2 separate regions of the Sus scrofa genome follow, and region 1 is linked to region 2. The links are chromatin contacts, called in public HiChIP or PLAC-seq maps. All regions are on one chromosome and are shown on one strand. The core of a region is the stretch at or near the end of the contact, and the rest is flanking DNA. Distances in the headings are between cores, read along the strand shown.

What was found. HiChIP or PLAC-seq counts read pairs in DNA pulled down with a chosen protein or histone mark.
Region 1: an H3K27ac HiChIP or PLAC-seq map of alveolar macrophages shows a contact between it and region 2. The contact joins two enhancer-like sites. A contact is called at or near these places in 2 of 2 datasets of contacts at active chromatin or transcription factors (alveolar macrophages and skeletal muscle).

What each region holds. Positions count from the first base shown.
Region 1 is chr15:15,763,025-15,767,353 of Sscrofa11.1, reverse strand. No RefSeq gene overlaps it. Among named protein-coding and RNA genes, the nearest start is that of DARS, 45 kb to the left of the region's middle. Within about 2 kb of position 1,868, at least 54 of the 83 cell types and tissues checked have an H3K27ac peak or open chromatin away from gene starts, as enhancers often do. A contact at or near this core is called in alveolar macrophages, where this site is marked.
Region 2 is chr15:15,558,984-15,563,344 of Sscrofa11.1, reverse strand. All of the region lies in intron 2 of THSD7B (thrombospondin type-1 domain-containing protein 7B), which reads left to right. Among named protein-coding and RNA genes, the nearest start is that of THSD7B, 49 kb to the left of the region's middle. Within about 2 kb of position 2,989, at least 14 of the 83 cell types and tissues checked have an H3K27ac peak or open chromatin away from gene starts, as enhancers often do. A contact at or near this core is called in alveolar macrophages, where this site is marked.

The sequences.
Region 1 (4,329 bases), core at 619-3,118, 210 kb before region 2:
AGGTTGCAGACGCGGCTCGGATCCCGTGTTGCTGTGGCTCTGGCGTAGGCCGGTGGCTATAGCTCCGATTCGACCCCTAGCCTGGGAACCTCCATATGCCGCAGGGGCGGCCCAAGAAATAGCAAAAAGACAAAAAAAAAAAAAAAATTTAGCTCTTGTTATTACAAAGAAAAATCCCAAGCTATGAATAGTTAATTTTATTGTCTTCTATCAATCAGTATCATTTCATCTATCCTGGTTTAATTTTTTAAAACCAATTAATAAATACCTTGAGGGAAAGACAATGTTTTGCCTTTTGGCACTTCCTTCACCCTCACTCAAGTGCCTGGCATGGATTTGTTGTGATCCTAGTGGGTGTCAGTGGTGGTGTTTTGTGGGCTCATACCCATGGAGGCTACCAGCCAGGGTCCATGCTCATTGCTAGGTTGTTCAGAGGGCTCAATGCTTGTGCCACCTCAGCTGACAAATAGTTGTACATCACCCCCCTGCTTGATTACTTATGGTAGCTGGAGTTCAACATCAGGAAACTGAAAAAGTCAAAATACATTAAAAAATATACAGTTTTTGCTCTCTCTCTTCCACATTAAATAAAATGTGGAATTTTATTTAATAATGAATTCTGCATTAAAAATAAGTTGTAGCTGTGTAGTTAAATCCCTCTCAAGACAGACCAAACTTATTTCATCATGGCTGTGTTTTAGCAGACTATTATTGAGAAGGGAGTGGGAATATAGAAACACAAAGATGGTAAGAGGCTTCAGGTGCAAGGTATACCTGGATTCCCACACTGTTAGAAGCCAGTGTGCTGAGATTTCCCCTGGCAGAAGAAAGCACTGTGGGGGTAGCCCACACCTGGGAACCCCAGCTGAACAGCAGGCATTTCACCTAATAGGATTTTTAAAAAAGGCAGAAAGGTTAGTGTTACCTTCGTGAACTTCTCCCTCAGCAAATCAGCAAATAAGAACTGGTATCAAATAGCTAATATGATACACTTTGTCCATGTTACACTGTTGAAGAAAAATACTTTCAGGTCTTACAATGTTTTTCCTTGGGAGGAGACCCCCCCTCCAGCTTTTATGTGCAAGTGCTTCTAAGCATGACTTAAAAATTCTCTTCCCAATTCAATACCAAACTTTCCCAAATCCAAACACGATGCTGAACAGTGGATCAAGGTATAGAGGTGGTGAGTTAAATGTAACTCTTCAGACTGGAGGACATGGGAGCACTGGCAAATCCCAGCGACTCAGGCTGACTTCGGCCCCTGAAGTTTGGGGCGTTTGGCAGACACGGAAGAAAATCTCCCTTCATCTCCTAAGTTATTTGAATGCCATGGCAACAGCAGCCTCAAAAACTTGAGAGAGAGAGAGAGGATGGGGGAGTGGAGGATGGTTGAGAAAGAGATAAGAAAAGATGACCAAGTAGGCCTGGGATTTTTTTAGATGGGCGCTAAACGTGGGAGAGAAGGAAGCAAGTGGGGAGGAATGCCCAAGACCGCCGCTGGAGTGATCTCACACCAGCCAAAAGGCAAACGAGAGCCTGGCAGCCAGCTGAAAGGAACAAAGGCGGTCGGTGGGCGGATGTGGTGAAGGGAGGGAGGGAGAGGACTCGCCCACGCTTGCGAAGCGCTTCAGCCTGCCTGTCACAGACTCTGAGTTCTGGCACCGAGAGGGCACGCATCGCAGTCACAAAGACTCTGGCCCGAAGAACGGCCTGGCGCGTAATTTAATGCAGCCCCCGTGACTATACTGGAGTTGTAGCCTTTTGTGTTAGCTACAACAATGGAGAGGGAGAAATCAGGCCACAGGCTCAAGGCGCAGACGGGCTGGTGCGGATGTGTCTCGGCCCTGGCGGCATCGTGTGCTGCCTCTCAGGCCGTTGCCCGGCAACCGGACGCCGCCCGCCTGTGCCTGTGGAGCCCATTGAAAGCCGAGGTAGTGGGTGAAAGGGAGAGCCGCGGTGTTCACAGGCCAGGCTGGGAGAAGAGGAAACAAAGGATAGGGAGCTGGGTCGGGGATTGCATGTGGCCAGGGGAAGGCCTCACACTGTACACAGAGGAACACTGGGAGCCTCCTTTCTGAAGGGTCCAAGTTGGTATCCTGCCTTGGTCCGCCGCACGTGGACTGCTTGAACAAATATAGCTTTTCCTCCATCTTCAAGTTCACAGCATTCCTAGCCCAGATGTTGCATTAAATTGTCTGCCTATTGTGTAAAACATGTAAACAATCCCAAACAAACAACAAAACAAACCCTGTTCAAATGGCCAGCTGAAATTCATTTGTTAGCTGAAATATTTTCCAAAGTAGGATCGTGCACCTGGTGGTTAAACAGACTCTCACTATACAAAAAGTGTTTGCTAAATGCAATATGGTATCCTGGATTGCATCGTGAAACATTAGTGGAAAAACTAGTGATGAATAGTCTGTGGTTTATTTAACAGTAATGTAGCAATGTTAATTTCTTAGGTTTGACTAGGAGTCAGCAAACTTTTCTATAGGAGACTAGAAAGTAAAACTTTGGGCTTTGTGGGTTCTATGGTCTCTTGGTGCAACCATTCAACTCCACCATAATAGTGGTAAGGGTCTATAGACAATATGTACAATAATGGGTGTGGCTATATTCCAATAAAAATTTTTAAGGATACTGAATTTTGAATTTCATATGCTTTTCATGTGTCATGAAATATTATTCTTTTGATTTTTTTCAACCATTTAAAAATATAAAAACTCTTCTTTGCTTGCAGCCTCTACAAAAACAGGCAGCAGGCTGAATTTGGCCAGCAGGCTGCTATGTTTGTCATCATTGGTTTAGACAAATGGACCAAGATTATGAAAGATGTTAACATTACAAAAAATTGATGAAGGATATATGAGAACTCTCTGTACTTTCTTTTCAACTTTTTTTTGTAAACCTAAGATTATCCCAAAATAAATAAATTCGTTTAAACTTATTTAAATGGCACACTTTTTAGAGGGAGTGTTTGAAAAGGGCTTTGTTAAGGGGAGTGGGAAAATCAGAGTTGTGTGTGTATGTGTAAGAGACATAAAAGAATATTTTTCTAGTATTCATTGACATACAGTACTAAAACTTCCCCAAATGAAACTCCTTGCTACACCACCATATTGGTAATCAAGCCATTAATATCAAACAGCCTGAAAACAAAATAGCATTCTGTAGCACAGAACTCTTTCACCCTGAGGGCTGGGTGAAGAATATTTTCAGCTCCCATTGAATTAGGATGGGAGACACCAAGACAAAGAATCAAACCCATTTTACTCTAATAAGAAACTAGAAAATTCTTGGCAAGCTCATTTGTAACCGCACACCCACATATGTACATACACACTTCTTTTTTTTCTTTCCTAGCATGGCTAACATCTATACCAAATAGAGTACACACACAGCTTTACTTTACAAACCAAGATCTATATTCTTGTCCTGATTTTACTGGTTGTTTGAACACAGACTACTCTCTGTTCTTGTCTTTGGCATATTATAAGAACCTTTCCCGGTCGTCTTTCAAATTTAGATTTAAAACATTCTATCACAGGTTGGGCACTACCAATTAAGAATAAATGATCAGAAAGTACAGAAGGGCATATAACCTAACACACACTTTCTTCCTGACTGCAATACTAGAGGGGCGTGGGATGCAATATAAATATGATATAAAATCCCATAGATAGCTGATTGGTGTAACACCAGGCATGGTGGGCAGAAGGAAGCCCAGTAAAGGGGGGTGATGCTGAAAAAGAAGAAGAGATTTGCAGGAAGGTCTCTTGGCAAAATATATGAGGCAACTGGAAAATTGACTTCAGGGATTTTCCATCACTCCTATCATCTAATTTCTTTTCTTGGCCATGCACTCACAATTACTCCACAAAAAGAATTTATTTTATGTTTGTTTTTTCAACCAGAGATGTTTCAGAACTCATTTATTCACAACTTCTTGTTTTAAGGATTTTTTTTTGGCTGTACCTTGGCATGTGGAAGTTCCCCAGCTAGGGATCGACAAGGCAGTAAACAGAGCCACAGCAGTGACGATGCCAGATATTCAACTGGTTGAGCCACCAGGGCACTCCTCAACAACTTTTTGAAATACTGACTTTCCCTGGGCCATGGATTGTTTCTGGATCGAGACTGGGGATATGAAGAAGAATTAAAGATGGCTTCTAGCCTCAATTGTCAAGGGGCTTGGGATGCAGACAAGGTGGAGTTCTCCAGTGTTGTTGGTGTACACCAGCATCAGGATCACTAGGGAAGGTTTTATTTACAGATATAATCTCCTGAGCCTACCCCACACTTACTGACTCAAAAAATCTCTGAATAAGG
Region 2 (4,361 bases), core at 1,740-4,239:
CTGGCATAGGGTCTCATATCCTGCCCCCCATCCTATTCCCCCTTCTAGTGGCACTAATTTACCTGGAGATTCCAGGCCACACCAGCTCCCCAGACCTCTGGGCTTGGGCCCCTGCAGTTGACCACAGCCACATACAACTTTCTAAATATGCATGTTTTCATTCATTCATTCATTTCCCTACTGATCTTAGTTCTATAGCTATCTAGACAAACAAGGAACTCACAATTAAGGGTGGGTCTCCTAAACCTGGATATGCCTTGGAATCACCTAGAGCAATTTTTACAAATGCAGATTCCTAGGTCCCATGTGAGACCTACAGAGCTGACTCACTGGGAGCAATAATCTTATAATTGTAGGAATCTATATAATTAAGATGTGCTCAGTGTGGCTCTGAGACATAGCCAGTTTGGAGAACCTCTTGTTTGGGAGCTTTTCCCTGTATACCGAATACCCTGAGAAGGCCTGGAAACAAGCCTCTGGCTGCTGCAGGCGGGTATTGCCTTGTATCATCCATATCCTTTGTATTTGGGCTCAGTGGCCTCTAACCATCCTGCAGAGCTTGCTTCCTCCAGGGGGTCCTTGTAGAAAACGGCTGCCAAACGGTCCACTCCCTGGAATAGGGCCAATGTCTGCCTTCCTCGCTCTAGGGGTCCAGTAAATATCTGAGAATGTGTGAACGAGTAGATTCCCTATTCTCTATTCCCTTTAGGTGGACAGGGGTGGGGGCCCTCTGCTTGCCGTGTCCATGATCCTGTGACTAGAAGGGGACAGGAGAGCACCAGGCTCTGCAGCCCCTTCGGCCTCCCTCCAGCCCTGGCCTCTCTGCTCCTGCCAGGACACAGGAGAGTGTTGGGACAGGAGTGTGCCCAGCCCTCCGGGAAGCATGGCGTTTGCCAGAGATGAGATTGGCCTGGCCTGGTTTCTGAGCAAGTGAGTGGCGGCTGGCACAGGGTAATCATTAAAATGGTGTTTGACCTCCCGGCAGCTTGAGTGAGGCCCCAGAGCCCTCAGCCCTCCCCAGCTGGCCCCCTGAGACCCTCAGAGAGAGGCCCATCCATCACGGGGGTCCCTGGGGAGGGCCACGGGCGTTTTACTGCGAGTCAGTTATGGGGCTCTGTCTTCAGCACAGATCTTGTCAAATTCAAGCTGTCAATGGAACAGACCCTGAAAGCCTGTCACAGACCCCTGGGGACATGCACGCGGCTGGCGACCTTGAGGGGGCTCTGCTGAGTGTGGCACTATGGTGATAAGAAGGACAAATGGGAAGGAGCCACCTGGGTCTATAGCCCATTGTGCTGGTCCACTCCACCCGTCTGTGTCTGTCCTTGAGGGGCGTCTGGGCAGCTGCACTCTCTCCCTTCCTCTGCTGCCTCTCTCCCCCTGTGCCATCTCTCACAGGGACGTGGGAGGAGGCAGTGCATGGAGCAGGTTAAGGACACCGACTGGCTGTCACCTAGAAGCTGTGTCACCTTGGGCAAATTACTTCATCTCTCTGAATCTGTTTCCTCAGGTTATGGTGAAGATTGCATGAGGTGAAACTCTCATGGTGATTGCTCATGGTAATTGCTAAAAGATGATCAGCTATTATTGGCATTTTTTGTGGGGCTGACACACAAAGCAGCTTGGATTCCTTGTTGGTTTTCCCTTATTTTGGTAGCATTTTAACTCTGCATGGCCTTGTAACATCTAGCACCCTTGTAAGGATGGGTGTGTAGAGGCCAGGCTGGGGCTGGGGGCCAGGTCTCCCACCCGGGTTGCTTCCCATTGTGGTCTTCAGAGGGTCTGCTGAGGGAAGGGGCAGGTATGCCAGCCCTGTGTGTGGGCATGGTCATCCGGGTTCTCTTCTGAAGAGGGGCTCACTCTGGCCTGTGGGGGGGGGGTCTCTTCCACCTATGGTGGAGGCCTGTGGCTGGTCTGAAAGTGGGTGCCCCAGATGCAATCTCCCTGGCCCCAGAGCCCACCGGTGGGGCTGTGGGTGGCTCTAATTCTGGACCAAGGAGTTGGAAGTAGAAATCACATTAGCTAAAATGAGCCACCTGAGGAGTTCCTGTCATGGCTTGGTTGTTACAAACCTAACTAGTATCCATGAGGACCAGGGTTCGATCCCTGGCCTCACTCACTGGGTTAAGGATGTGGTATTGCCATGAGCTATGGTGTAGTTGCCGATGTGGCTCAGATCCCGCATTGCTGTGGCTGTGGTGCCCCTTAGCCTGGGAACTTCCATATGCCTCGGGTACAGCCCTAAAAAAGCCAAAAAAAAAAAAAAAAAAAAAGCCATCTGAACAGACTGTGAACTAGGAGGAAGTCCAAGAGCAGATATGAACTTCGAGGAATCTGGATGCTCCTGGGGTGAGAGGAGCCCAAGACACAGGAGGAGGAAAGGTGCCCAAAACATGGCAGGGGGCATACATAGATGTCTGTGGGGAGGTTGTTTCAGACCTCTAGATGTGACCTTTCTGAAGGGCCAAGAATGTTCTAGAAGGCTTTTTTGAGGGGAAGCCAGAGTCACCTCACATTGCATCTGTGGTAAGTATTGGCTGCTGGGACTGATCCCAAGCCTCCCCCTGCTCAGGAGGAAACATTCCTGGTTGGGGGATTCAGGTAGAAAGGGCAAGACTCTCCCATCCCCCAGCTCAGTCTTCACCAGCACTCATTAAGCACCTGCTGGGTTAGGGTGCAAGTCGAGGGATGCTGGGTGTTAGCCTGGCCCCTCCACATCCCTAGGGTGTCCCTACCTCTTGCCAAGGTAAGGGGCTTGCAAGTACCTTTCTGGAGGTTGTCCTTTGATCCTCTCCTGAGATCAGAAAGGGCAGCTGGGGGAGGGCAGCCAGAGCCAGGCTGTGACCCGGGGTGGGGGCCCTGTATTGTGGACAATGGCAACTGCCACCCAGAAGTAGGGCTGGTGGGTGGAGGGGTCAAGGGAGAGGTGGTGGCGGCTAGGCAGTCAGCAGATTGGCATGGGTTATGGGGTCATTGCGGAAGCACTGCCTGTTTCCACAATTACTCAAAGGCAGAAGCTGTTTTCCTTACTGGACCTTTAAGAAAGTCATCCTGCTTGGTGAACTGCCAGGGCAGAGTGGAAACCCGGAAAGTGTGACCAGATGCCACTCCCTCTGTGCTGATGACAGTCGCACAGTCTCTGAGTGTGTCTGTGTGGGTGCCCAGGTTATCCCAACCTCACCCGCCCACAGAGCTTACCAAACAGCCCTGGGCTGCCTCTGCCCCGATCACATTGTTGACTATGGCTAGGTCCTCTCTCTCTCTGGGTGTCAAAGGGTTTGCAGTAGATTTGGGTTTCCTAAAACATGGCTTTATGTCCTACTGACAAAGCTCAAACTGAAGTTCGGTAGTGTGGATGAACTCTTTTATATATTTATTTTAGTGCTTATCAGAAAAAAACCTGCTCCATCAAACTTGTGGTTTCAGGGTTATTATTCATTTGGCATATGACTAAGGTTTAAGTAAAAATGTGAGTCAATTTTAAAGAAAAAAATCAGCTGAATAGTAGTATGGGTTAGTGCTGGGCAATAGAACTACAATAGGAGACAAAAATGTGAACTGGAGTTCCCGTTGTGGCGCAGTGGTTAACGAATCCGACTAGGAACCATGAGGTTGAGGGTTTGATCCCTGCCCTTGCTCAGTGGGTTAAGGATCCAGCGTTGCCATGAGGATCCGATGTTGCGGTGAGCTGTGGTGTAGGTTGCAGACGTGGCTCGGATCCTGCGTTGCTGTGGCTCTGGCATAGGCCGGCAGCTACAGCTCCGATTAGACCCCTAGCCTGGGAACCTCCATATGCCGGGGGAAGCAGCCCAAGAAATGGCAAAAAGACCAAAAAAAAAAAAAAATGTGAACCATGTGCCTAATTTCTATCAGCACATGAAAGTAGTTTTAAGAATAGATGTTGTATTTAACATATATCTAAAATATTTTGATGTATAATTAGTAGGTTAGTTATTGAAAAATAATTGTATATTCTTTTTTAGCACTAAGGCTTAAAAATCTGATGTGGATTTTGAAATTTTTTTGGTGTCACATCTCAACTTGACCCGGCCATATTTCAAGGGTTCAGTGGCCACGTGTGCCTTGTGGCTCTGGCGCTAAAAGTGCAGGTTTGCATGAGAGGAGGTGCGACTGTGTATTTCTGCAGTCTTGAGCCTTCCAGTTCAGCTCTAATGTTTCTTCTTTCCCACACACTTGTTCTCTGCCCTCTTCAGAATTTCTCTCCCTCACTTTCCAAACTGAAGCCACGTTCTTGTCGCTCATGCCCTGTACTTTCTGCCTTTACCCAGCAGTGTGGAGGTTTGCATTGGGTGGGGCTGATGGATTGGAGCCCCCTTTGAAGGCCAGATAGAAATGCCTTT